Regions from separate parts of the Mus musculus genome. Here all the other regions are linked to region 1. A link is a contact called in public Hi-C and promoter capture Hi-C data. All regions are on one chromosome and are shown on one strand. Each heading gives the region's core, a stretch centred on a gene start, on an enhancer-like site or on the middle of the called end of the contact. The rest is flanking DNA. Distances are from core to core; before and after follow the strand shown.

The links. Promoter capture Hi-C pulls out the DNA fragments that hold promoters and counts their contacts. A called contact is a pair of places that touch in the nucleus more often than the background predicts. Capture Hi-C pulls out chosen DNA fragments and counts their contacts.
Region 2: a contact with region 1 is called in a promoter capture Hi-C map of pre-B cells, with 4 times the contacts expected there. The contact joins the promoter of Ctsd here to the promoter of Inpp5a in region 1. A contact is called at or near these places in 2 of 39 promoter capture datasets (liver and pre-B cells).
Region 3: a contact with region 1 is called in a Hi-C map of CD8 T cells, with 4 times the contacts expected there. The contact joins the promoter of Tollip here to the promoter of Inpp5a in region 1. A contact is called at or near these places in 1 of 39 promoter capture datasets (pre-B cells) and 2 of 484 Hi-C or Micro-C datasets (CD4 T cells and CD8 T cells).
Region 4: a contact with region 1 is called in a promoter capture Hi-C map of liver, with 4 times the contacts expected there. The contact joins the promoter of Mob2 here to the promoter of Inpp5a in region 1. A contact is called at or near these places in 2 of 39 promoter capture datasets (liver and pre-B cells) and 1 of 9 other capture datasets (liver).
Region 5: a contact with region 1 is called in a promoter capture Hi-C map of pre-B cells, with 5 times the contacts expected there. The contact joins the promoter of Dusp8 here to the promoter of Inpp5a in region 1. A contact is called at or near these places in 2 of 39 promoter capture datasets (hippocampal neurons and pre-B cells).
Region 6: a promoter capture Hi-C map of liver shows a contact between it and region 1, with 2.4 times the contacts expected there. The contact joins the promoter of Mgmt here to the promoter of Inpp5a in region 1. A contact is called at or near these places in 2 of 39 promoter capture datasets (liver and pre-B cells).
Region 7: a contact with region 1 is called in a promoter capture Hi-C map of pre-B cells, with 2.8 times the contacts expected there. The contact joins the promoter of Ap2a2 here to the promoter of Inpp5a in region 1. A contact is called at or near these places in 2 of 39 promoter capture datasets (cranial neural crest and pre-B cells) and 1 of 9 other capture datasets (adipose tissue).

Annotation. Positions count from the first base shown.
Region 1 is chr7:139,386,912-139,391,038 of GRCm38.p6, forward strand. Inpp5a (inositol polyphosphate-5-phosphatase A) reads left to right here and starts at 2,198. Exons shown (of 16, transcript NM_001127363.1): 1 at 2,198-2,553. The coding sequence starts at 2,479. It overlaps Gm46004 (a long non-coding RNA gene), which reads right to left and starts at 2,236. Exons shown (of 2, transcript XR_001778314.2): 1 at 1,655-2,236; 2 at 1-230.
Region 2 is chr7:142,385,368-142,389,235 of GRCm38.p6, forward strand. It overlaps Ctsd (cathepsin D), which reads right to left and starts at 2,460. Exons shown (of 9, transcript NM_009983.3): 1 at 2,370-2,460; 2 at 92-251. The coding sequence starts at 2,437.
Region 3 is chr7:141,899,840-141,903,722 of GRCm38.p6, forward strand. Tollip (toll interacting protein) reads right to left here and starts at 2,622. Exons shown (of 6, transcript NM_023764.4): 1 at 2,437-2,622. The coding sequence starts at 2,469.
Region 4 is chr7:142,058,595-142,062,969 of GRCm38.p6, forward strand. Mob2 (MOB kinase activator 2) reads right to left here and starts at 2,440. Exons shown (of 5, transcript NM_028308.2): 1 at 2,391-2,440. The coding sequence starts at 2,407.
Region 5 is chr7:142,093,807-142,097,601 of GRCm38.p6, forward strand. Dusp8 (dual specificity phosphatase 8) reads right to left here and starts at 1,478. Exons shown (of 7, transcript NM_008748.3): 1 at 1,117-1,478. Gm32786 (a long non-coding RNA gene) reads left to right here and starts at 360. Exons shown (of 7, transcript XR_870057.3): 1 at 360-533; 2 at 1,871-2,272; 3 at 3,054-3,138.
Region 6 is chr7:136,892,743-136,896,545 of GRCm38.p6, forward strand. It overlaps Mgmt (O-6-methylguanine-DNA methyltransferase), which reads left to right and starts at 1,844. Exons shown (of 5, transcript NM_008598.3): 1 at 1,844-1,945.
Region 7 is chr7:141,559,717-141,563,774 of GRCm38.p6, forward strand. Ap2a2 (adaptor-related protein complex 2, alpha 2 subunit) reads left to right here and starts at 2,464. Exons shown (of 22, transcript NM_007459.3): 1 at 2,464-2,710. The coding sequence starts at 2,644.

The DNA.
Region 1 (4,127 bases), core at 948-3,447:
TAAAAGGGTTGAGAGGTAGACTAGAGACAGGCAGAGATAAAGGCAAACCACACTGCAGCTTGAGCTTGATGCCATTGCAGAGTGTAGCAGAGCAGTAGGAGCATACCCTATGTCTGTGCAAAGTGGGGTGAAGATGGACACCAGTCTTTGCTTCTTTATAGCAGCATTTCCACCTCATTGGCAGTGCAAATTTGCCTGCTCCCATCATGCATCTTGGCATCATGACAACCCTAAACCCATAAGGGCAGAAGAGAGAATAAACCTTATTTTGGTAAAGTGCCAATCCAGTCTTAGAATGTCTTTCCCTAACTTTAACTCTTGAATACCCTCTCTTCTTCTAAAGCTTGTCTATAAGATAGAGCATTCAAAAGCACGGCCACAGGTTTTTCTCCAGAAGCCTGTACACACTGACTCCTTGAGTGTGGGCTTCTCTCTGTAATACTACTTTCTCTTAATCCTTTTCTTTGTCGCATCTCTGAATTCTTTCTCAGATGGTGCCAAGAGTTGGGAAACACTTGGTAGGGAGCATGTGGTTACTGGGCACTGCGCTGTAAGCACCAGATACTCATTTCAAAGCCTTGCTGTGGGAAGCTCATTAACATTGCTAAATGCTAGTTCCACACTGGATGATGTTCACATCCATTGCGTTAAGTAAATGCCCTGTTAAAATTAATTCCGGCGGTTGTTAACCTCTGAAAAGTCCATCTATAGCGGGCGGGCAAGATGGCTCAGTGAGTAAGAGCCCTTGTCACCAAGCTTCATGACCCGAATTCAAATCCCAGAACCCATGCTATAAGAAGAGAACTGATAATTGCAACCTGTTTTCTGTAGCGTGTGTGTCTGAACCAATGCACACCATACATACAAACTAAATACAAAATTAAAGAATGAACCCACCAGAAGAACTGTCGTTGCAAACAGGGTTCTAGTATGTCTGTAGTACTGTTTCTTTGGATGCCTCCTCGCAGGCTACAGCGCAGCAGCCCCACTGGACAGGGCTTTCTGGAGGCCTAGACTAGCAAGGGTTACCCAGCTCACTATATGTTCCCTACCAGCCCCGTCCCACCTCCAGGAACAACTGACTCTATCTCAGAGAAATTTCTTGATTCCTTCTACATGTAGGACTGATTCTGTTCTTCTAACTAGCATACCTCCCTGCCCCCCACCTCCAGCTCTCTCTGGTGGCTAAAATTCCCGGACTGACCACATCCCCCACCTTGGGAACTGTCCTTGGGTGTGGCATGGGGGCCACAGCTGGCTATCCAAACACCTAATCTGAACTTTTTCTTTTTTAGGTGGGAGGGGCGGGGTATGGTCTCAAGCTAGTTTAGGTTGCTATGAGTTCAGGTTGGCCTCGAACTCATAGCAATCCTGCCACAACTTCCGAGTACTGGGATTACAGGAGTACATCAATACGCTTGCTTCTTAAAAGGATTTATTAGTTTTCTGTTTTTGGATGCCAACAGCTTTCTGTTTTGTAAGCAAAGTCCTATATAAGGAACTGGGTGGACGTGTTAGGAAATTGCAAAATCCCATACACTTGATCTGCAGACCCACTCTTTGCAGACCCAGAGCTGGGACTGGAGGAGGCTCCTCCTTAATTCTCCGTGGCCCTGCTCCCTCCCACGGTCCGCCTACGTCAGACTCCCCGTACCGGCGAGGGCCTGGACCCAGGCTGAAGACCGGTTCCACATCGGGGGGGGGGGATGGGGGGCCAGGACAGAGGTTCCAAGGATCTCCAGGGCTCCCAACAAGAAGGCGGGCTGTAGTCGTCCAAACTCGCGGCTCCTTTAAGAAGCGCTTTGGTAACAGGGTCGTGACGTCATGGGAGTGGAGGGTGGAATATGCGCGTAACCGCGGCAGGGCGGGGCAAAGCCAGGGGAGGACTCAGGGGCCTGACTGACAGGAATGCCCCATATGCCCGCCTCTCCCCTCCTCCATCTGGTGTTGGCTCCGCCCCACCCTAGGCTTAGCTCCTGTGAGCAGGCCCGCCCCTGCACAAACCCCACCCCCAGCCTGACTCAGGCTCGAGAACCCGCCCTTCCAGTGGACCCGGAGCCAGGGAGCCTAAGACCCAAGTCTGTAGATTGTGTGCAGGCCCCGCCCCATAGGGAGGCCCCACCCCCGGCGCGACCGACAGCCCCGCCTTCTAGGGTCCCACCTCCTGTGGGGCGGGACTTGTCCCAGCCGGAGTCGGCGGCGGCGGCTGCGGGAACTTTCCCGGCGGGTCTAATGGCTGCGCGCGGGCCGCTGTGAGGCGCGGCGGCGAGCGGGCGCGGGGCCGCGGAGCAGCGAAGAGCCGCGACCGCGAGGCTGGAGCCCCGGCCAGGCCCGGTCCGACCCGCCAAGCCCGCGATGCGCCCCTGTGCTGTCCCCCGGCGCAGCTGACGCCCCGCGGCCCCGCGAGACCCCAGCCCTACCGGCCCCGCAGGAAGCGGCCGCCGCCACCCAGTCCAGAGCCCGCTCCGCCCGGGCACCATGGCGGGGAAGGCGGCCGCCCCCGGCACCGCGGTCCTGCTGGTCACGGCCAACGTGGGCTCGCTCTTCGACGACGTAAGTGCCGCGCCGTCGGCTAGGGAGGGGCGGTTACGGGCTAGGAGTCTCCCAGCCCGGGACCCTGACATCCCCATTTTCAGTTGGAGACCCTAAATTCCGGCCCCTACAGCGTCTTCTATAGCCGCGGACTCCGGGCCAGTTGTCTTTGGGACGTGTGACTCTGATGCCCCCTACCCACAGCTGGAGACTCCGACCAGGATTTTCCCAAGCCCCAGACAGACCCTGACCCCATAGCAGGGGGGTACCCTAGGCCAGGAAACTTCCAGCTACACACTCGGGACCTTAACACCGCTTTTCTGGTACCCGAGGCCAAACTCGAAGACTCAGTTTTTGAACCCCTGTCTTAACCCATACTACAGGAACCCAGACTCAGTCCAGATCCTTGAATCCTGATGCTGGTTCCTTGCTTTGCTCCCAAGACAGCAAATCCCTATCTTTTTCCTGCCTTGGAACTCCAGAGCCACAAGTACTGACCTGGAATTTTGACCCAGAATCCTGATACTTGGATGTCCTGGCTTCCAAACCCAAGCATACGCTGACCCCAGGTTTTCTGATTCACCCCCTGGCCCCCAGTCTCTGACTCTGATCCCCCAAGTCTGATTTCTGGTTCCAGAAACCCAGCTTTCAAAAATTTTGGTCCTGTTCCTCTCAACCCATACCACACTGACCCTGAACTCTGAGTCTCTACCCTAAAACCTCAGATCCTACACCTACTCTTGGCCCCAGAGTGAGGTCCCTGCCTCTAATTCTACACCCCATCTCCCATCCCCGAACCTTCCTCCCAATAGACCTCAGTCCCAAACCTTGAGCTCCATCATCTGAGTCCTGGTACCTATATCCCATCCCTTGGTCTTGTCTTCTGAGGGGCCTGAGGCGTGAGGCACCTCATTTTGCCATGTAACTTGCAATAGCACTAGTTCTCAAATGAGGTAGCTCTCTTCAAGCCTTGGGGGACTTTATATTCCTGTTTACTAAATGAGAAGGTGCTGAAAAGCTCTTCAAGGCCAAAAATGATGCCAAAGGCCTTTATCTTGTAGAACGGCTTCTCCAGTCCCACCCTGGAACCCTGGGCTTTCTTCTCCTCTGGGAGGCAGAAGGGAGCTGAGGCCTGGGGCACTGGGAGCTCCCTGGAGCAGGCTGGGGCTGACCTAGTTCAGCATTGCAGCCATGGTGCCACCCCGCTGTTGGTACTTAAACTGCCAACCCAAATAAAGCAGGATGCGGCTCCAAGTGGCATGCTTGTTGAAGAAGAAAGGGTAATGCCACAGATGAAACCTTGGAGCCACTGACTCCCCTTCCTCCCTCTCCACCCACCCCCTTACCTAGGTGAACAGTCGGGATGGTGCCAGGGCTTGGATACAGGCCTGATGTAGATTTCAGGCGAGGGTCCTGTTTCCTTCCTGGCAGAGAGCATGGGAGAAGAGTCTCACAGAGCTGGGTTCACAGTCAGCGTAAGCTTGGCTTTTATTAGTAAAAGGCAGGCGTTACTGCTATATTTTGTTATTTTCACTTACAGACATGCCAGTGTTTTAGTTCCCTGCTAGAGAGGCGCTGTCTGTCCGCTCAAGCAA
Region 2 (3,868 bases), core at 1,210-3,709, 3.0 Mb after region 1:
CTTCCATGAAGAACTGGCTACTTAGCCCAGGGAGCTAGCTCCTCCCACACTCACCCCTCAAAGCAAGACCCCAAAATACAACTGCACTCACATCCAGGTAGTTTTTGAGTAACTCTGACACTGGCTCCGTGGTCTTAGGCGATGACTGCATGGAGTACTTGGTGATGGGGCCTTTGAGGATCAGGTCTTCCACAGAGCCGCCCACCTCCGTCATAGTCCGACGGATAGATGTGAACTTGCGCAGAGGGATTCTGTCAAGATGGGACAGAGGTATTAGCACCCAGCTTTGACTGCTGTGTCCTCCAACCTCCCACCCCAAAATACCCCAGGCTGGGCCAGGGCAGCCCTCTAGTACAGAATGACTGCCAGCCAGGCATGCACCTAGGTGCCTCTAGCAAATTAAATATCTCAAAATGGCCACAACATGTCACAAACTCCTGCCCCAAAGCCATAGGCCCACTGGCCCACTGACCCACTGAATCAGCTAAGGACATCCTATCACTACCACAGACACCTCAGGTTCAGTCACAGAAGCTCGCTCCTCATGTCCAAGGATAGGCTAGTGTGCCCACCCCTTTCCCTCACCAACCACACCCCAGTCAGGTGGTTCTCAGTCACCCTAGAGTGAAACAAACAGCACATACTGGGCCAGCTCTTGCTCTGTCTGCCTACCTGGGTTACTGGCTAGTGGGTTCTGTTTAGGGTGTGGCCAGGCACTTGTACCTGGTGCCCTGGTGAACCCAATCCTACATCAGGAGGAGGTGGAGGAGGAGGAGGAACAGGTGCATCCAAAGCAAGGTGCACCATGGGACTCTGGTTGATCCACTGAACCTGGCCCCTAGCCACATCGGTTCCCACGTGGACTCTACAAAAAGGAGCCCCACCAACCACCCCTACCAGGCCTGCAGTGACATTATCATCCTGGACAGTCCCTGGAGGTTCTTCCCCTAACCATCCAAGAGGCTTCAACACCAACTCCTCATGCTCTCCCTAGCCATCCCTGCACACAATCTGGCAACTCTCACCCAAGAAACCTACATGCCCTACCACCACAGACTCAAGGCCCTTATATGCTCCCTGCAGCCCTGATGCAGACAACTAAATAGGGGACGCCACCATTAGATAGCAGAGGGAGAGGGGTCCCTGCCCTGCCCTCCAGGTCACCTCTCCACCACCACCCCACCCCCCACCCCCAGTTTGCTCCTGTTCCCAAGGAGAGCTGATCTGTAATCACTTGTTGAAACTTCTCTGCCCAGGGATTTGTAGCCAAGGTCACAGCTGACCTTTCCTGGCATGCACAGTGCATGCTCTGAGAGACATAGGAGTCTTGCCTAAGAGTAGTGGGCTGGAAGAGGCAGGCTTCTGGCCTGGGGCTTAGGGGAGGCACACACCCTGCAAAGGTCAGGAAACATGCCAACAAGCCTAAGAGTGTGGCTTTGTTTCTGGTGCCTAGTCTCAGGGATCCTGGAGTCCACAACACCTCTTCCCAGAGAAGAGAAGCCTGAGGGCAGGGCAGGCAAGCCCAGGGCAGGATCAAGCCTAGGCCACTCCCTACAATGGCTCCACTGAGGCTACCCACCCACAGCTTGCAGCCTACAGACTGGGCTCCTTCCCACCCAACCCTGGTGCCCAGCCGGCAGAGCCAGCTCTACTCCCGCAGCCTACGGCCTCAGCCACCTGCCACGACCAGGGACTCACAGAGTGGGAAAACACACGGGCTACCACCAAGACCTCATCTAGCACAAAGGCCAAGTCCACGGGCCTGAGAAGGGCCTGGTCCCCAGTGGGGTAGACCTCAGCTCCAAGGTATTTGAACTGGGCCACTCCATACCTTCTCTCTCTGGGACTTGTGCAACTCAGGAGGGAGGAGGAGAGATTCACCACCCAGGACAGGGGGGATCATCTTTGAGTAAACTTCTAGGGCTATGCACCAGTGCACAGCTGTCAAACAGGGTCCCTTAAAAGGAAAGGCCTGAGGAAGTTCAGGGGGGCAAGGGCCTACTAGGTTTTCCAACTTCCACAGCTGGGTTCAACAGAATCCTATCCATGGGGCAGCACTTCTCCTCAGAAGCGGCCGCCCCGCTACACACACACACACACACACACACACACACACACACACACACACAGAGGCGAGGTTGGAGTCAGACCCACTTGTGGCCACCCTACTGTACCCTCCTGTTCGACCATAGGAGTCATAGGAGTGGAGAGGGGCCCAGGAGACCCCTGCCTTTTGAGTGTCTCGCCCCATAGTCTGTGGGACCCTGAGGAAGGCTGCGCTGGGTGCACAGGTGCATTCCAGCACGGCCGGAGCACGCGGCACTCCAGGTGACGAGCCCCGCATCTCCGGACCCAGAGCGGGTCCTCACCTGATAATCGCGAAGGAGGACGAAGCCAGGAGGCCGAGAATGAGCAGCAAGACGCCGGGAGTCTTCATGGTCGCGGCGGCCCGAAGAGAGCAAAGCTTAAAGCCAGAGGTCGCCGGCTTATAGGCAGGATGACGCCGCAGTCCCGCGGAGTCAGCTGACCCGCTTGTTTGGCCCTCAACGGGTCACGTGAGACGCGGGCGAGGGGCGGGGCGACCCGAACCCGCCTCCAACACTGCCCGGGCGCAGGCGTGCCCTACTCCAGGCCTACGCACGGCTCTCGGGAACGCGCCCGCCCACTTTCCTGGGACCGGAGAATGACTGGATACAGGTCACGTGGGGGAAGGAAGACCAGGCAGGCCCGGAAGCATCCAGAGGGGCGGATCCTGCCCTCAGCTCCGCCCCTCCCTTAATCTGTCTTTTTTGCATAATTGGGGTGCCCACTACCAGGATGTGGTCTTTGTCTGATTGGGCCCTGACCCTCTCCTGGATGCCAGCTTAAACCTAAGCCTTTTCTCTTTCAGCTCTGTTCCTCCTTGAGAATTTCCCTGGAGCCTCTCTGGACTCTTGGACCAGCAAACTTCACCCTCTTCAAAGCTCCACTACCTACTCATCTCCCCAGAGCAACACCCTTTTTATTTAAGCTGGAACACCTAACATGCACATTCCATAATGTAGCAATGTTGATTGCAGGCCTAGTCCTGGACTATGCATCTATTGATACAAGGGGTAGGGTGTACAGTGAGATGAGACCAGGGTTGCAATCGCCACTTGGGTCTTAACTACTTCACTCTTTAATGCCCTGCTTGGTGTCAGCAAATGAATTGGGTGCTGTTTGAGAGAGGCAGAGTCCAGCTCTCCATCATGGAGAGCTGAGCCCAGAAAGGCATTTAAGGGGAATGTCCTCTCTGAGAGGTGGTGTCCATACAAGGACAGGAACGCAGAGGAGCCTTGCCAGGGTCTGATCCCGGGAGCGCTTTTGGACATGTTCTACCTGTATTGAGGAGGTGGATGCCTCTAAGTCCACTCTACACATGGACACATGAGCTGTTCTGGTTCCCCAGGTTCAAAGCTACAATTCCCATCAAGTTACATCAAGTTGGGCACTTGACCTCTGCCAAGGCTCTCCACTCAGGGTCAGTGTTAATAGCTACACGTGGGTCACCACAGCCTGGATCCTGCCTCCACAGTCAGCACTCCACACATTGCTTAAAGCTTGGGTGTGAGGGCGAGAGCTGCCCTAAGATCTTGGAATCTGACCCTCTACTCCTTTGAATCTAAGACTATTCTTTGGTAGCCCAAGAGACAGGGTCTGGCCCTGGAGTTGCCATTTGCTTCCTAGAGTTGCTATCTAGAGATGATTGCTGGACCATGGGTGGGCAATGGGAAAGGTCCTCTGGGGCACCATGCTGGCTCTCCCAGCCCTGCCATAAATAGTGTTGCAGGGTGCTCAGGTGCCAATAGAGACATCCATTAGATGTGTGTCGGCATGACTGGAGGCA
Region 3 (3,883 bases), core at 1,372-3,871, 2.5 Mb after region 1:
CTAAACCCTTAACCAAGGACAGAGAGCCCTCCTCACCCTGATGAGATTGTCCTCTGCCTTTTATAGCCTGCCAAGATACTCTTGTCAGTCCTTTCCACTCCTCAGAGGTAAAGGTCAGCTACAGAGTCAACTGCCCAAGCCTAAGTCCAGGTTCATAGGATGGAGACACTGGGCCATGGTCTAATCCCGGTTGGACTACACAAAGAAGGCTGCTTGCAGGACCCAGCACTGACCAAATGCATGCACTTCATCTGTTTAGAAGCAGCACTTGGTTCACTTAGGGTTCATACAACCCTGAGTGTGATATGAATAGCAGAGAAGCATACCACACTCTGGCAGTTCTACTAGACCTTGACAACTGGCTAAAAGCTTTTCAAATATTAGTGAATCCAGAGGTAGATGAGTATATCATTCCAGGTGAAGTGGCCAGTGAAAAGTTGAAAACTGAAAAAGGTCTGCACTCTAAGAAATAGCACTTCCCAGATGAAGTTCAAGGCCTTCTATTCTACAGAGACCCTGGCTATGGCCCATGCAGTCCTCCCACATCAAGTCACTGGAAAGAGCACAGATCTGATGGTGACTGTCATTCTCTGGCTTACATAAGTTACGATGCATAGCTGTGTCCCTGTGCTCCACACCTGTGGCTCAGTGTCCAGTTACTCTAAATATTGTGACCACTAATACTATGATGAAGATATGCATATCCCAAATAAACCTTGAGATACCCGTCACTTATGACAAGTTCTTACAGCCCAAAGTTACAAGTCATGAAAACCTAAAACCACTCAGCTGTCTATGTTGTATTTCTATGACTACATTCTCCCAGGAACTCTGGGCAAGTAGAAAGATCAAACGTCAGGATTTGACTCCACAGATTCTGCTAGTATCAACATCATCTGACACTCCCAATTACTCATCACTGTGTAGGTTATTGCAGCTCTGTACAACACCAGAGTTTCTCTAAGCAACAGGGAAAGATAGCTTCTTACTCATGACAGACATGGAGTTCACCATCAGATGAATTCAAACTCAGCCTGAACCACAAGAGATAAGGACACTCTCAGACCACACGGTAAGAAAGGGTCCACTCTCCTTGGCCATGTGTCCACTTGGCAGGGGATATGAAAAGGGCAAAGCTCTGTCTCCCTTTCTCCTCTGGCAGCCACCATCAATCTTCTATAGTTTGCTGAGACACCGTGAGGATGAAGAAGGGTTGATGAACATGAAAGTAACTCCAACATTGGAAATCTCCATCCAAGTTTGACAGTGGCTCAGGAGATCTGGCTTCAAAGCCCTCCTAAAAAGCATCTAACAAGCCTGAGGCTTTCTTCAAAGTCAGGAAATCAGTAATCTATCCCAAGGAGTTACCTGTTACACACACACACACACACACACACACACACACACACACGCACACACACACACACAATCAACACCAAGCTGTCAGGGTGAAAAAACTCTGGGAAACCACAGGCTTTGCAGGCACACTCAATATTAACTTCAGGGGAAAAGGCACTGAGGTGCTGATCAGAACAATGTTCTACTCCACACAGCCACAGTTGGCTAACAACATCCCACCCACACCAGTCTCAGGGAGCTACTGGGAGGCCATACACACTAGGGGAGGTGAGACAGGTAGTATAATAGAACCCAAGACAATCCTGAAGAGACAACCCTGTTGGGTCTTCCAAGTTCTCTGCTCCCCTCTCCTCGTTTATAAATGAAGAAATTGAGGCTTGAAAAGGTAGCCACTAACTAAGCTCAAGAGGTAGTACCCTATTTTCTATAGATGTTAGGGAGAAGAGGAAACTGTCACAAGTAAGGACAGACTACAAAGTGGGATCTTTCACCATTTCTGAAACCAAGGAGACCAGGTTATCTCTCTCCTTTGGGGGACCAAAGGTGTCCGACTCCACTCCTCTGAGAGACGGGGAACCAAGGCACCTCTCAGTTTGGGAAATTAATGTAGTCAGTACCACTCTCAATCTGGGAGACCAAGAGTCAGGGCTTGTGTCCATCTGGGAGACCAAGCAGGTGATAGATCTGAGAACGTAAGGGGTTCAGGGCCCTTTCTATCTGAGGAACTAAGGGAAGTCGGGGTCCCACTCCATCTGGGGACCAATGGGGTAAGGTTTCTTCTGTGTAGAGGAACCCTATTCAGGGCCTCCACCCAGGAGGACCACGGGAGTCAGGATCCCTCTCCATGAAGGAGGCCAGGAGCTTCAGGGCCCGTGGGCATCTGGGGAACCATCAAATTCTGCCTTCCTCCACCCCAGATGTCCGATAGACGAGAGTCGCTGCTCCGGGTGGGTACCCGAAGGTAGGACCCGCGAAGCCCCGGGACGGAAGAGCAACCCGCGAGGGGCCCCGTAAAAGACTGAGGAGTCCGACCCCAGGCTCCACTGCCCCAGCCAGGCTCTGGCCCAGAGCACTCACCGGCCCGCGCTGCGTGCTGACGGTGGTCGCCATGGTGCTGCGGCGGCCCTCTGCCTCGCCAACTGCACAGAGACCCGCCGGGAGAGCTCTTCCGCTCCCACCACAAGCTGCGTCGCCGACCGTTGTCCCGCGAGGCAATCGGCTCTTCAGTCAGCTGACAGTCGCCCCGCCCCGCCCCACCCCGGCGTTCCCAAAGCACAGAGCTTGGCAATAGCTGGCCCCGCCCCTTCCGGCTAATCCGCGCACGCGTGTTCCGACCTCAGGGGGAAATGGGTCTCCCGTACACGCCTGCGCAGTGGCTCCCTTCGGGCGCTCAGCAGCCCGTTAAAATGGCTGTCAGACTGTTTGCGCATGCCTAAACCTGAACACTCTCCTGCGGGCAGAAGCCTGCTCACCCAGTCGCATACACCTAGAACAGGGACGCACATCTCAATTCGGTCGAGTTGCCACAGCGTCTAGTCACCTAACTGGAGATAGCTGTGATACCACCGCTTGCAGGTGCGTGATCCGCTTGGAGAAAACTGAGGTTTGGCTGCCTGAGCGAAAAAAAAAACAGATGGCAGTAGAACCAGCTACCCTCAAGCTCTTGAATTACCTCAAAATTCTGTGGGAGGGAGAACATTTATATTTAAATTTTAAAAGAAGAAACCAAGCTGAAGGAGAGACAAGAGTGGGACGGAAAACTTCCACCAGCCTTGGATTTGCTAAATGAATGGAGAGATGAAGATCTGTCCCTAGGAAACCCGGGCCACCCACTCTTGCCTTTTCAGAGCACTCTCTTCAGAAGAATACTTGGCCAGATAGAACCAGGGTAGTTCCTATAAGGAGTTTACCCTATGGTGGTCACCAGTCTGTAGGTCCCCTTTTACTTGTGCGGCAATAGACTTGGTACTGTCTAGGAGTACCAAGAACATTTCCTCACTCACACCATGTTCTCTTGTGTTCCTTTCATCTTTAAGATTACATCTTCCAACTCTAGTGACAGTCTCTACCTTGGCATAACATGGGACTGCATCTGGGCTCTGTTCCTGGACACTGATCTATATCCAGTTCTCACCGGTCTCTAGCTCCTGTTGCCCAAACTGTCATCTCTATGCTGATAAAGCTAAGACACAAAAGACTATCCATTGTGGCAGACAGAGTTTTAAAGAGACCCCTGATCTCTCCTGGTGTCCACATCCCTGCTCAATCCTTTCTTCTTGGTTATAGACAAAACCTGTGACTTGTGTCTAAACATGCAGCAGACAACCTGTTGTATAAAATTATATCTGGATAGCACAATAGGATCCCCTTGTGACTAAGACCACACATATGGCCTCTGATGAATCCCAAATCCTTCAGTACTAAGCAGTTTAAAAAAGACACACACCACCACCAACAACACCAAGGGGGAATTGTTCCCAAGAAAAAACTTTATCTCATAAAATGCTTCAGTACGTTCCTGAAA
Region 4 (4,375 bases), core at 1,190-3,689, 2.7 Mb after region 1:
CAAATGGCCTACACCAGGTTTCATCTCTTTCTACCTGTACTGGAGAGATCTAAAGGCTTCATAAGAGTCAGGTGCACCCGGAAAGGGAGCCTCAGTAGCAGGCTGGAGAGAGACTACTGGAGAGGGAAGAGGTTCAGTTAAGGTGGCCAGGCAGGAGGGAAAACTCACTATCATCAGTGGGAAGAGGAGAAAATATGTTCTTTTGACTCCAAGGGGCTTCTGGACTGTGCTTTCTGCTAGATAAAATTCAAACTACACTCAGACCTCCTGGTTAAATGCTTACCCCAGAAAAGATTCAAGTGTTGCCTAAAGTATCCCATAACATGTTGGGGTTCTCTCTTCCAAATCCTGAGCAGCTTCCCCTGGGTGTTACCCTGCACGTGGTTGTCCATAACAGAACAAACACCCACTACACAAAAATTGTAACCCTTTCTAATAAAGAATGAAGGGAGCCTGACTATATATACTGCTTAACAAGCTCAAAGCTTCTCCAAGCAGAGGAAACCTACAGGACAAGAGGTGGCTAAGAGCCACACCTACAACATTCTCCAGAAAAGTCCCAGCAGGTTTACCATCAAGTCCCAACGTGCCAAATTCTGCTCTGGTTATCCAAAGCATGCTTCCCTGCAGGGCCTCCCTTCCTCCTGAGCAGCTGGAACACAAAAGATAAGGCTGTGAGATGCTCAAAGTCCCAGCGTGATCCTCACCCAACTAAGAGAAAGATGTAGCTTTCCACTTAAACTTCTGTAGACCTCCCTGTTGGCTCTAACAATTTCTGTAAGAGACCTCTACTCTTGCACCCATACTTGGGTTCACCCAACATGAAGTAATTAACAAAACCTTTACTTTAACATAAGCAAGCAAACAAACAAACCTTGAAACATTCCAAACCCCTCATTGATATCGGATGGTCTGAATTAAGAAAAAGACCAAGACCAAGACACAATAAAAGATGATACATTTGTCCTATTCTTCCAGACAGAAAAACTACTTAAATGGTTAATTACAGAGAGAGTTTCAGCCCTGAGCAAACAGTGGGTACTCTGAAGCAAAAAATGGCTTCACTCCCGACTACTTTGTCAGCTCTCACCAGGGATCAGAAGACAAAGTGGAGTAGATGGGGGGGGGGGGGCGCGGGGGGATGTCCTCTGAAGGCTCACTCTGCAACTTCCATTCTTCCTACTTTTATAGTAATACTATGAAAGAGGGACAGAGGAGTTTAACGACTGGCTTCTGGTCAGCCTCCAAGCAAAAAGCACCTGGATGGGTATGAGCCTGGAAAAATTACACATACAGCAGTGGTCAGCTTCCTCAGTCACCAAGCTGACAGATCTAGTTCACTTGCAGTGAAACCATACCTTGGCCAAGTTATAGTCAAGTGCTGGCCCTCTCCACAAGTGCACAAAGGAAGAATGGTCTGGAATAGGCTGGTTTCAAATATGTGTCCTATGCTTAAAACCCCTGGGCTTCAGAGACCTTGTTAAAGGCCAGGACATAACATCTGCCAAGCTTACCATATGCAAAACATGTGCTGGCCCTTACCTCAGTTAACCCTTCAGTAAACCTGTACTGCAGATTTCACAGCTTCCATCTGACAGACGATCCATTACAAAAAAGTCTAGAGAGGACCACATAGCTAGGAAGCAGATAGGAACCAGTGACAGGGCTTCCTCTTGAAGAAATAAGATGAGCCTCCGCCTAGTCCCCCGTGTCACCCACACTTAACGTCCTGAGTGGCACTATGTGGCTCCCGGCCTCCCTTAGTCTCTTGATTATCCCTGGGGCTGCTCACTTAGTCCGCTGTCTCCCTAGGTTGCAGCACTGGGAGGTCAAACAGCCTCAGACGTCCTGACAGTGCCACCACTACACTTTCCTCCGCCTTCCCCGCTTCTATCTCCAGAGTCCCGCGCAGCCCTCGTACTGCCGAAGCCGAAGGCCGGCTCTCTCTGTGGTCCAGCAGGATTATACGGACCCCACAGCAGGGCCGCGGACACCGCCACAGGGTCGAGAACCGAGCCGCCGGGAGAGCGCGCGCGGCTAGGAGCGCCCGCCTCTCACTCTCCTCAAAAGTAAATTGGAAGAAAGTCACTTGGGCGGAAGAACTTTCGCAGGCCCCGCGAAGACCGACGACCGACAGTGCCAGGTGCCCGACTCGCGGCCCGTCGATTCGCGGCGAGGGACCGCGGCCTCTCGGGACAGCGCCTCGGGGACCGGGCCTCTCTCCCGCCGGCCGGCCGGCCGGCCGCCTGCCCGGCCTCCCAGCACCCCGCAGCGGCTGGCCGTCCTTCCGTGCCCCGGCCCCTCCTGGAACCCGCTGCCCGCCGCCCTACGCTCCCTACGTTCGCCGCCGCCCCGCGCAGCGCCGCGCTACGCCGTCCTCCGCCACTCACCCCATGAGCCAGTCCATGGCTGCGCGGAGCCCGCGCCTCGCTCGGCCTCAGCCCCGCCGGCGGCCGGAAGTAAACACTCGATGGCTCCCGCCCGCTGCCGGACGTGACGCGCGCACGGCTTGCTGGGACGCGTAGTCCCAGCGGCCCCTGCGGCGATGTCCCGAGTACCTGTTCTGGAGTGTCAGGACCTTTCCCCATCGCCAACCTCGGGGCTTCGAGACCCAGGAGCATCCTGTATCTGAAGACCATCCAGAGTTTCTGGATCACCAGAGTGAGAATAACTTCAGAGGGCCCCAGAAACCCAGACGCCCGGAACTCCAGAGTGCCTCGGACTCGCAAACTGCCTGTCATTGCGCAGTGCCCTGGATCCTGGAGTATCACACCCCCGGTGTCTCTAGAGTGACCCCGGTGTTGCACACCTCTAGTGTTAGGACACTATAGAGTGCCTTGACCCCAGGAGTGAACCTTACCACCAGCGTGCCTGAATCTGTGGAATGCACAGACCCGTGGGAGTCTGAAGTTCCTGGGACCTGAGTATCCCTGACCCCAGTATCCCAGACCTGGGAGTATCCAGACCCCCCAGGCTGGAACATCGGAGTTCCTCTGCTCTGCAGGATGTGTTCCTTTCCTCTGCAGTGCCTCACCCCTTGCTGCTTACATCCCTCCTGATGTCCATCTTCCCACTGTTATCATCTTTTGCCCACACCTAGTGCCTCTGCCAGAACTGTTCTGACCACACTTGCCTCTTCTGTGTCCCTTAGCTTTGCTGGCCGTTCATTTGCATCCCAGCTGCCCGCCCCAGTGGACATGATTGTCCCCTTCAATCCCCATCTGTTCCCTTCCTCTATGTGCTGTACCCTCTGGCTCCTGGGTGAGCCTCTATTATCCAGGATACTTCTCTCCAGCGAGTAAGTCTCTTCATGATCCAGGGTATCTCTCCTATTGTCCGCTCTTTCCAGAGCCTGACCAGTACTAGGAACTCATTGAATACTTTTTGAAAGGCTGACTCTCTATTCTCTACACTGGAGAGATGCTTGCAGGAGCACACAGTTGAGCAGAAGGATCACAACAACCTAACTCACTAGTGTCTTCAATAGAGTGTCATGAATATCAGGCACCAGACAGATAACACCTTCAGGCCAACTGCCTGCTGTAATACAGCTGTCATATACTTGAAATGGGATTCACCTTCCCCAAAGAACCATTCCAGGATGCTGGGAAATGTCCAGTCCATTCCTTCTTTATAGCATGAACAGTCAGGCACTGGGAGTGGGTGGGGTTGCAGTTTTATCAGCAAAAAATACCTGAGATGAAACTGAAATAATAATGAAAGATCTGGAGAGGGAAAAGTCCCAAGTCAAGACCATATCAGGAGGAGAAAAATCAGGCCTGTGTTCTCCTCTGTTTCTATTCCTATGGATGCCCAGTCATACTGGATGACTTCCCCACACCATAATCACTTTGCTTTAGCCAGACGTCAGCTGATTACCTTGCAGTGTGGCCTTGTCCACTGCTTCCGAGGAGCATCAGTCATTGGTGAGCTAGTCTGCTTTTGACTGCCACCATCTGCCATCAGCTGCTGCACTAGATTGGGTGTCATGAGTTGTGCTAGTCTCTTCCAGTTTCTAATGTGGGACAGTTGAACGAGCTGTTTAATGGCCTGTGCCTCTATCTCTTTTCTTATATGTATTTAAAAAAAAAAGGTGTGTGTGAGTGTGTATGTGGGTATGAATGTAGGTGTGTATATGTACCATGTATGTTTGCTGCCTGCAGAAGCCAGAAGAGATCATCAAATTCCTGGAGCTAAAGTTACAAGTATTTGTGAACTACTCGGTGTGAGTCCTGGGACTTGAACTCCAGTCTTGTAGAAGAGCAGCAAGCACTGTTAAACTCTGGGCTTCTCTCCAGCCCTCGATTTCCCTTTCCTCTTCCTTTCTTTTCTTTCTTTTTTGCTTTTGTTTTTTGAGACAGTGTTTCCCTGTGTA
Region 5 (3,795 bases), core at 228-2,727, 2.7 Mb after region 1:
CAACTCTCCTGAGGTCCCTAAGCTGACTGCAGCAAGTCAGACATAAAGATGAACCTACAGCTCCTGGTCACATGATCTGCTCATCTGTATCAGGTGCCTGCTAACCAAATAGTGAATGCACGGGGACTCTGATCTCCCAGGGCAGAGCCTGGCACTGTAAGCTACCCTCACCCACCCAGCTACCCTAGGGGCAAGTAAATGTGAGGCTGGGTCTACAGGTCACTGGATTTCCATTCTGAATTCATTCATACTGTGAAAGAAGCCGTGCCCCTGACCCGAAGCACCTCCACCCCCACCCCATACTGCACAACAGAGCATTGCAGATGCCACACTGGTCCCCCACCCCCATCACTGCACCATCAAGGCCCCCAATCTATCTGCTGCAGGCGCAGCACACCCTGTCAACAAGGAGTCAGAGGCCAATTTATTCCAAGAGGTCTGATCTAGTGGAAGCTGAGCCTGTTCTTGCTCCTCCACCTGCAAGGTTTGGCACAAGGGTACCAGCAGCATCTGACTGGCCGCTCCCTCCCAAGGTAGGCAGAGAGGCCAGGGAGACAGGCTGCAGGAGGCAGCCGTGCCGGCCCCTCCCCCAGCATCGCGCCTACAGCCTCTGCGTCGGGTAAGGATGTTCTTTATCCGCAGAGGCGAGTGGAGCACCATGAAGTGGGGGTGACGGGACAGCCATGCGAGTCGAAGAGTGGGGGGGGGTCCTATAGCTTCCTCTCCAGATAAGGAGCCTACCGCAGGCCGGAGCCGACCCTCTGGCGTCGGAGGTTTCGCATCCCCCTGCCCGCTGCAGCCGCGGACGACCTTCTCCAAATCTGGCTGCCAGCGGGGGCGCTTCGCAGGGACTCTCACCGATCTGTGCTGGATCTCAGCCCTCCCCCGCGAATCCCTAGGTCTCTTATATATATCCCTCCAGATAAGAAGGAATATGCCGAGAAAGACAGCGCACTGCAGGCGCGGATCTGCAGCGCGCGCCGCTCGCGGGGCAGAGCCATTTATTCTCGGTGCTCCAAAGAGCTTCTTCCTTCAGGGCACACAACCGCAAAAACCTCCGCACGTCCTGGGCCCACACCCGGCTTAGGACTCGACCGCTGTCAGCGCCTGGCTCACCTGGCTCTCGCTTGCCCTGGGGTTGCCCCCAACGCCGGTGCCGCGCTCAGGGCGCCCGCTCCGTTCCGCCACCCATGGGCCCGTCGGGGGCCCGCGTAGCCGGGGCAAGGGCCGGAGAGGCGCGCGGGGCGCGTCGCCGCCGCCGCCGCCGTCGTCGCCGCCACCGCGGGGAGCGCTCGCTCGGGACGGAGCGCGCGTACTGCGGTCGGGCACGCGCGCTCACGGCGCGCATCCCAGCCCGCGACTTGGCGGGCGCGGCCGGCAGCTCCGGCCCGGCTCAGCGTCCGGCGTCCGGCGTCCGGGTGGGGCGGGGGTCCGCGGAGCCGGCTCGGCCACCGCGGGAGCCGCGAGTGACAGGCCCGGGGCGGAGGGCGGGGCTGCCGGTGGGGATGAGGTCATGCCGAGCGAAAAAGCCCCTGACGTCACCTGCAGCCAATCAGAGTGAGCCGCTCGGGGGCAGGTGACGTCAGCGGAGCGGGCGCTGGGTGCGGAGCCCTGGCGGCGGCCGTGGGTCTCTCTGCCACCGCCCTCCGTCCCCCGCGCCCCAAGCTTCTCGGGCATCGGTTCTTAAAGGGGCCACGCACGCCGCAGCTCCCCACCTCCAGGAAGCCTTCCCAGCTCAGGGCTCCTGGTATCCCCAAGAACCCTCTGCCTCGCGGCACTCTAACCAGCGTCTACTGTCCTAGTATGCAAGGGTCTCCCTCTCTCGGCCCGCCTGGACTGAACCTGTCACGGATTTCTCTCCTTCCCTTAGCCTTTGTTCGCGAGAGGACGCCCTCCCAGAGTGCGCCTCCCCTGCCCCAGTGCGGCCCAGGGAAAAGGGTCATGGAGAGCTGCGGCCGCAAAGGGCCTTACCTGCAGCATCCGCGTTTGTCCTCTCCACGACCCCTGGAGGTGGAAGTCCAGCTCTACACTTTGCAGAAGAAGCTCCTAGGCGATGTGGTTTGCCTCAGGTCACTCATCCCGGGAAATCAGGGGGCGGGGCTCCAGACCCACCGGTGTGCTCCCCAGGGCGGCGCTGCCCCCCTACCTATGACATCCAGTTCTTGACAGCTTCCAATGAAAAGCCGCTTGGAAACGACCTCTACTCCCACCCGGACATCTCCCCTGCCCGCTGGGGACTGTCGGCTCCATCCCACTGTGTGAACACAACCACGTGAGCACTCAAAAAACATGGGTAATTACAACTAGGGCAGAAATACACAGGGGTCAGGCAGGTCTCAGAGGAAGGGGAGTCTTGTGCCAAAGTGGTCCACCTGCAAACATAAGCCACGTTTCCCTTAGTTTTCCCTCCTCCTCGGGAACAGGTTGGCAGAAAATTCTTTATTGTATGCCAGGCTGGTCTCAGCCTTCTGAGTGATGAGATTACTAGCACCCACCATGATGCCAGACCTTCTCAGATACTTCAAAAACGTGGCCCTGACTAGGTGGACAGTGAGGTGACCAGATAATATGAGTCTCGTGGGGGGTGGGAGGGGGGTGGAGTGTCCTGAACTTTCCCTGGAAGTCCAGCCTCTCACTCGATGAAGGGCAGAGTTTAGGAGATGGCTGGTTGAAGGAAGGGTCACAGAGAGTGAAGCAGGCACAAAGGAAGGAGCACTCCTTTGCTAGTATAGATTGTGTGAAGAATACTGCAGACCACACTAGGTGCTGGGCAAGGCTCTGCAGGGACCTTCTCCTTTACCCTACTGTATCCAGCTTGGCTTGGTTCATTATGAGTGTTTAGAACCGGCTTGCAGAAACCTCTCTATGTAGCCCAAGGGGAGTCTGGGAGTCTAGCCTGGGATTAATACAGGTTGGAGGGAAGAGGTGTCTCTGGCTCAGAAATAGCACAAAACAAACAAACAACTTGGGAGTGCTGCCAGGAAGGAAGCATGGGGAGCCCCAGGGATGTTTGGGGTTGGCTCTGGGTTCAGATCTTTGTCTCCTTGACTCAGGCTGAGCCCTAAATGCTGTTGATACCTCCTGCTGAAGGTAGCCCTCGAGGCTGAAGATGGCCAGCTCTACTGGATGCTTACTCAGGTCAGTGTTGGGGTGGTTGATGTGCTGGCTTCCTGCCCACTCTGAGTCCAGGAAATGGGGAGTTTGGGGGTCTGGGGAGGGGGAGTAACGCAAGCCGAGACCTGGGCAGATTCAGGCAATCGGGTCATGTAGGATTCAGGAGGAGGCAGCAGCAGCCCTGAAAGAGCTTGGGGCGGAAGGTGTGGAGGCTGACAAAGGAGTTGTTGGGTGCTAGTGTGTGTGTGTGTGTGTGTGTGTGTGTGTGTGTGTGAGAGAGAGAGAGAGAGAGAGAGAGAGAGCAAGCATTGCTTTTCACTCTTCCAGTCTCAAGAGGAGCCCAGTAGATACCCCTAAGAGGGTATCCAGGTGAGGAAGAGTGTGGCAGGGTATGGTCTGATACTCTAGGAGTGCCCAATTAGATCTCAGTTGTGCTGGGGGCAGATTCTTGCCAGGTTCAAGCACCTTCTGGAACCCCCAGGTAAATGGGCTTACCCAGTAGCCTGTCCCCACACTTTTGAAACTGGAACACACAATATTGTATACGATATAATCCAGTTGCAAGAAAAAAAACCTTAAAGTATTTCAAGTAAGCTTATAATTTTGGGTTAGGACATACTTATGGTTATACACATACAATTTGTGGGTAGACATGCTAGGCTCTACCATATAGATGACACT
Region 6 (3,803 bases), core at 594-3,093, 2.5 Mb before region 1:
ATCCCAGTTCTAATTGGGCCTTGGTAGCATCATGCTATATGGGGCCTGGCAAATAGTATCCTTACTCAATAGTCTGTTGCTATCCCAGGAGCCTGTGCAATATGCACGTATGGTCTACAAGTGCACAGCACAGATTCTTATGAAATTACTGTACGAGTGATAAACCGGAGGACCCAAGATAACCAAGAAGCAAGAGCAGGACCCAGGGTAAACTTTCATGTCTCTTGTCCCTGGGCAAGAATACCCCTCTCTGTCTGAGCACAGCGCTGGGGAGGTGGACTAGTTACTCACTTCATTACTATAACCAAATACCTGAAAGAAATCAAGGGCTGGAGAGGGGCGCTCTCGTTCAGAGAAAGGCTGAGCATCATTGAAGGGACAGCATGACAGCAGAATTAGCTGCTCAGGATGCAGAGAGAGTTGTGCTGGTGCTCTCTTTATCTTCTCCTTTGTTCCCTTCTCATTCAGTTTGGGATCTCAGTTCTTAGAGATGACACCACCCATATTGGGGGAGGGGAGCTCCAATGCCCAGAGGTGTGTCTCTGAGGTAATTACAAATCCAAGCAAGTTGTTGAGCGTAGACGACACAGAAGGACTCTGAGACTTGATTTGATCATCCCATGTATCTAGGAGTCTCGTTTATCTTCTATCAGCAGTTATTCTTAGCATGTCTGGAGGAGGTGACAGTGGAGGTGAGGAGGGGCGGCTTCAAAGGGTGAATGGTGGCCTCTGTGAGTCACTGGGGCTCCTCATACAACAAACCTTTGAGCAACGCTTCTAAAGGTGGTAGGTAAAATGTTGGCTCCTCCAGGTCACTGAACCAGGGTACTAGTAAGGACCAAATCCAGGCAGGAGAGCTGCACACTGGGAAGATGAAGGTCTCAACAAACAAAACCACAGCATGGTTCTTAGCATATGTGCACCTGGGATGGGACCCTGAAGTTAACAACACGTCTCTCTGAAGCTTTAGGACGATAACATTCCCTAAGGATTTTATGTCAATCAAGTCAGATACCATGGGGCGCCAATCAAGTACCACAAAGTGGGTGGCTTGAAAGAATGAAAATTTGTTTATAGTCCAGGAGGCTGGTAGTTCTCACCTCCTGCACAGCATCTGGTACACAGGTGTATCTGGCTTCTAGTTTTCTGTTCACAGGGACAGCAGTAATATCAGATTAGGACTCTCCTAACTAGTGACATCATCTTCAAGTGTCACCTCCGTGTTTTTCCAAATAAGGCCATTATGAGGTACAGAGGGAGAATTCCAACAAGGCTTTCTTGGTGGACAACATTTAAATCCTGTCATCTCACACCAGATGCTGGATACTCACACTAGCTGAACCACTACTGAGCCATTCCAATTCCAAGTGCCAAGAAGATCCTGAAAGAAAGCCCTGGCCCAGCTGGGCAGTGACTGGATTCCTAGTGGGCTTAACTCTTCCACCACCCTTTGGGTGCGCGCTGTTGGCAAATAGTGACTATGTCTCAGCGGGTAAACTGGGACTTGGGGTGGTGAGGTCGAGGTGAGAAGGTGCAGCTCAGCTCCGGTGGGATGATGCGGCCTGATGTCTAGGATGGGCAAAGAACCAGTTTCAGGTCTGGAAGAAGAGGCCTGCTCTAGGAACACGCACCCAGGGAGGAAGCACAGAGCGGCACCCTTGCGTCACACACTGGGCGTGCTTACACTCCCCGCCCCTTTTCCGGCAGCTCCCAGAGCCACGCCCCGCGTACCAGGCCCGCTTTACACCCTCGGACTACAAGCCCACAGCTCAGTAATCAACTGCACCCTGACTCCGCCCCCGCCCACCAGGCCCTGCCCCGTGCTAGGCCCCGCCCCCACCCCGTGCACGCGCCTGCGGCCCGTATTTCTCAGTGCCAGATCTTGGTGCTCAGGCACCTAAAACTTGTGTACCGTTCCCCGTTGCTGTCTGCAGTTTGCAAGCTGGTGAGTTTTGGGGCACTGTGTGGGGCCCTCTCTGGAGAGAGCCGAAGTCCAGGGAGACAGTCGTGGCTCTGAGTTGTCCTAAGGACTCCTTCCTTTCTCTAGGACCTCAGCCCCTTCTGTACAGGCTGCCCTACTTCCCTTGGCCCCGGGGTTCGTGGGCAAGTCTGCCTGGTGACTGGGCATGTCTCCTGCCACACCTCCAGATGCCCAACACTTCTCAAGTCTCTGCTGGATCCATGCAGGTCCCCTGGCCATACTCTTTCCCTTCACTGGTGACCAGGGGGTGGGGATCCCGCTTCACCTTTCTTTCAGGAAGCTTCCAGAAGCTCCTCAGCTTGTAGCTCAGATCTGCTTGTAGTAGGCCCATACTTCTCATAGCTCCTTCTTTCTTGAGAGTAGGAGAAAATAACCAGGCCCCGGGGTCCTGCAACATCATGGCTGGTGCTAGGCACACCTGGTTAAAACCTCAGAGAGTAAACAAACAGTACATTCGCTCCGCGCCCAGTGGGTCTAGGTTTTTGTTCTGTACATTTTATTCTGAGCTGCCTCATCCAGACCCTGATTGTGAGTTCAGAGAAGTAAGGTTTGAGTGTACGTGTGCGTGCACACGTTTGGCTGGACCCTCCTCAGACACAGACAGGAGCTTGTGGAAAGGGTATTCTACAACCTGCAGAGTCTCTGTAGACAGACCTGCTCTTCATTTCACTTCCCTGACAGGTGATCCCAGATGATTTTAACTTCATGTGTCTCTCAGTATCTGCAGCACTTGTCGTAGGGTGCTGGGTGTGGGGGATGTGAGAAGCCTGGCCTGTGGTCAGTGTCCTGTAAGCTTAGGCATGTCATCTGAGCATTTGACAGGACCTAGAGCCTGAGAGTGGCTGGACAGAATGGTCTGCACAAATGCCCTGCCTGAGGCTCCACCCACTCTGGGCCACTCTGGGTATTGACATAGTTTGGTACTGTCTGAGGTCTAGAGGAGCCAGGCCACAAGGATCTATGGGAGTAATTTTTTTTTCAATTAGAGGGAAAAATCTGTCATAATAAGAGTTTGACTAATATGTGGTATGTCTTTGAAGAAGTTTCTGCTGTTACCATGGTTTAAGAAGCAGAGTCTCAGGTGTTGTGGTAAGGTGGCTGTGTCTTGTACAGCAACTTCTTTCTGTGGAGAGCAAAAGGCACCGATCTTTGGGTCCTGTTCTAGATCAGTGGGCCCCATCTGAGCCTGTCTCTACTCCCTCACTGGGCCTGCCAGTGTGCGGAGTGTCCTTGGCTTAGTTTTCTATGGCTTCCTCAGAACACCATGACTAAGGAGTCTTGGGGAGGGGAGGGCTTATTTGGTTTACATATCCTGATAACGGTTCCCCATGACGGGAAGGCAGGGCCGGAAGTCAAGAAGGGAAGGAACCTGGAGGCAGGGACTGAAGCAAAGACTATGGAGGAATGCTGTTTATTGGCTTGCTCCTCGTGACTTACTCAGCCTGATTTCTTACACACCCCCGGACTGTGTGCCCAGGCACCCATAGTGAGCTGGGTCTGTCCACAGCAGTCATAAGTGAAGAAAATACAGCAGAGATTTGCTCTCAGGCCAGTCTGATGGAGGCGTTTTCTTAGTTGAAGTTCCCTCTTCCTAGGTGACCTGAGCGTGTGTCAAGTTGACTATATATATACATATACATATATGTATATATATTTTTTGAGCGTGTGTCAAGTTGACTATATATACACATATATATTATATATAATATATTATATATATTATATATACACATTGTATATATTATATATACATATATTTTTGAGCATGTGTCAAGTTGACTATATATATATACATATCTTACTCAGCCTGATTTCTTACACA
Region 7 (4,058 bases), core at 1,214-3,713, 2.2 Mb after region 1:
TGGCAGGGGTTACTCTGCTCTCAGGAGCTGGCCTTCCTGAGTACTTGTCCCTTCCTCCTCTTCCTCTTCTACTTCCTCTTCCTTCTCCTTCTTTTTTAAGACAAGGTTTCTTTGTGTAGCCCTGACTGTCCTAGAACTAGCTCTGTAGAGCAGTTTAGCCCCACATTCACAAAGATCCACCTGCCTCTGCCTCCCAAGTGCTGGGGTTAAAGGGGCATGCCCCCTTGTCACTTCTGATGACCACAGGTAGTCATCTAATCACAAAGATAGCCACTGGGTCTGAGGACTTCTGCATTCCTGCCCTTCAATATGATCAGGATCTAGCCAAACCTGTACTAGGCAGAGAACCCCAAGATTTTGTATAAGGTTCATTATCTGTAACTTACTGAAGAAGCTACAGGAAGGAAACTGGGTCATTTGTAAAACTGACTGGAGGCGGGCAAGAGCAGAGCTAGGAGAGCATAGGAAATGAGACAGGGCAGGGCTGTCTGTCTGGGATGCTCTGCTGTCCCCTCTATCAAACTGCAGTTGGAGCTTGCAGCGCCCTTCCAACCTGTGGAGGAAGGCAGGGCTTTCAGTACCATCTGTCTTTGGGGAAAATACTGTGACAAGTCTCTAGTTCAGACAACTTAAACAGAATTGTTCTCAAGGCACATTACCAATGGCAGCCTCTCCTTCAGTGAGTGGTTTGGAAGGATCATGTGCTCAGGTTCAAGGCTTCGGTGTGGGGAAAGTGATCTGGTGGCTTGTGTATCTGAGATGGCCATAGGTGGCACTGGCCATAGGTGGAGTCTTTCCTGTGTCCACTTGTCAGGCCTGATGTGGCACACTTGTGCGACACTTTATTATTATTTATTTTTGCTGTGACAAAAGCAAGCTAGGAAAAGGTTTTGTAGAAGCTCACAGTTGGAGGATATGTTCTCTCAGAATGGGAAGTCATGACTGTAAGAGCTCAGGCAGCTCGTCACATTGTCACCACAGCCAGGAAACAGATGAATGCTGTTGCTCACCCCGTTCCTTTTTATTCCGCTCAGGACCCTTACAGCCTATATTTATGGTGGGCCTCAATCAGACTAATCTAGAAACTTCCTGACAGGTGTGTCCAGATGTTTGTTTTCATGATGAGTGTAGTAGATCCTATCCAATATGACAACCAAGATTAACCATTTTTTAGACATGGCTCAGTGGGTAAAGGTGCTTCCTGGGACTCACAAGGTGGAAGGAAAAAAATTGACTCTCACAAAGTGTCCTTTGAGTTCCACATTGCACACCCCTTTCAATAAATAATTTATAATGAAATTATTTAAAATACTAACTATAGGATGGCTGTGGTGACTCTCAGAGTCAGTACAATGGAGGAGTCTGAGAATCTCCTGCAGTCTCATTCCTGTCTGGGCATAAGCAATGGGATTCCTATTGCCACCTGTCCAGCACTCCTTATATGGCCCAGAAGCATCTTTTTGATGGTGCAGACAAGCTGGAGGAAGTTTATTTTCTGGTGCTGGCTCTTTCACCTCTTAAAAAGTCAGGCAAATTCAGCAGCCTCACCAGAGATTTGGCTTATTATGTTCTCAGTTTCTTCCATCAGTCCTGGGACCTTGGTGGACTGCCTGATTTATAGGAGGGTCGTGCCTCTTATTCTCTGGACTAGGCTCTACCACATCTGTATAAAAGCAAGGGACAGAGAGTTCTGCCTAGTGGGTCTGGATCATGATAACCACCTTAGGTGTGAAGCTTCCTCTTCACAGAAGAGAGCTAGGGAAGAGCCACCATGATCTCCACTTCCTGGAGTGGTGGGCCAATCCCGCTCTTCTGCAAAATGGGTCCATAGGAAGGATCCAATGGGGCCACCTCGCTAGAGAGGGGAACAGGGGAGCAGAAGCAATAAGCAAAGGGGCCTGGATGAATGCTGAGAGGTTGTACTCCAGACAACAGTCACCTCGGCAAGAGTGGTCAGTCTAGCTTCAAGCCTCAGTTTCCCCATTTGTAAGGGAAGTAGGAACCTGGAGTAGCGCTTCCTTTTGTCCCAGTTTAGAGGCTTGTAAACGCCTCTCACTCCGGTTCCACGCCGGTGGCCTGGGGTAGGTCAGTCCAACTGCCAGGGCTCTGGGGCCGGTTTGCACAGGCAAAGGTTGACTGCTGTAGGTGCTAGTGCAGCCCGCTCCTCCCCTACACCCCTGTGTGACACTGGGTTGATCCCGCACTGGTGTCAGTGTCTCTGTCTAGGTAAAGCCGGGCTCACCCGTGAGAGCGAGATCGGGGCTACTCCGGTATACATTGGAAGGATCCTTCACCAGGCGGTGATACCAGGAGGTGTAGCGCCTGCGCGCTCCGCACAGCTCCGGTTCTCCAAGCAGCAATCCGGCTCTATCCCGCGCCACGCCCCCATCCTCCTCGTCCTCCCCCCGCCCCCCAGCACCGCGAGAATGCGCACGCTCTCTTGCACCGCCCGTCGCCGGGCGCGAGGCTCAGCGTGCGCGCCAGCGCGTGCGTCGTGCGTGCTCGCGCGCGCAGCCCAGCGAGCGGCGCTCGGGGGCCCGAGGCGGCTGTGGCTAGGCGGCTCCGCGCTCCAGGGCTCTTCGGCGTGACCGCCGCGCCCGTGCTGTTCTAGCCCGCCGCCGAGGCCGCTCCCGGGGCGCAAAGATGCCGGCCGTATCCAAGGGGGACGGGATGCGAGGCCTAGCGGTCTTCATCTCCGACATCCGCAACTGTGAGTGCCAGACGCCGGGCGGGCCTGAGCGGGGGCGCGGCCGGGGGTCCGCAGGTGCGGCCGGGGGTCTGGGGGGTTCGGCCGGAACGGGGAGAGGGGTGTGGGCCGGTGCGCGGGTCCGCTCAGGCTTGAGAAGGAGGGCTGTGGAGTGCAGATCGCGCGGTGGGGCGGGGGTCCCGCGCGGGCGCTTAGGGTGCAGAGCGCGCGTCCTGGGTGCACATCTGGCGGGAGTTGGTAGCCTGCTGCGGGGGGACCAGACTGGGGTGATGGTGGTGGTGTCCCAAGTCCTGACCCGAAGATGAGGTGTAGAGTGAAGATTCGTGCTGGTGAGTGGGGCAGGGTCCTGGAGGTGCAAATCTGGCAGTGGGGTTGGGGTAGGAGCAGAGATGTTAGGCAGAGATCTGGGGTGCGGACCCCTGGTAGAGTGATTGCATGTATGGGTTTGGACAGTTGGGAGATTGCCTGTGGGTGTTCAGACTGAGGTGCGGGGCTTAGGTGTCTTGAGATCTAGGTGTAGCGATGGGAGTGCGGGGCGCGGTGGGGAGTCTGTGGGGTTTGTGGCACAGTCGAGGGGTTTCCGGCCCTAGACGCCCCTCCCCAGCATGATGTCATCTTGGTCTTTCTAGTAATGGAGCCTTTAACCCAGCCTTTTCCAAAACAGCGTGGATTTCTCTTTGGGCGGGGATAGGGACACTATACGTCTCTCGGACCTGATTCAGGCGGCATGTTGGGCGATGATTAGATCTCACCCACTGCGATTAAAGTGACTCATTCCCCCAGGGAACCGGGAGCAGCCGGGTGTGGATGCTGGAAGCTGCGCCTGCTTCTCCGCTGAGCAGTTCTGTAGCCAGTGTCCCCTGGGTGGAAAAAAAAAATCTGCTCAAAGTGAAATGGGTCGGAAGGTTAAAGGTCAGGCAGGGCGGGTGCCCAGGACTTTGGCTTACAGAAACTTCTGAGGGTTATCAGACACCCCCTTACTGATGAGAAGAAAAGCCATTTTCCTGTCAGTTTATTTTTTTCTTGGTATCCAGCAAATAGCTGACTCCATGATTTTTGTTACTTTAGAGATTAATATGCTTCCTGAGGAATTTTGCCCAGTGTGTCGTCACACTAACACTTAAATTTATACTGTATTCCCTAAGACTGTGTGCAGGACCCCAGCTTGCCTGGGTCTGTAGGACTCTGGAAGAGGTAGATTTCTGTCCCTCCCTGCTCTGCAAAGATACAGGCATCCTTGGATCAGGGCTTACCAAAATTTTAGACAATAACATTCATAGTCATGAAGCATTTTGTTCTTTTCTTTTTCTTTTTGGTTTTTTCAAGACAGGGTTTCTTTAATAACCCTGGC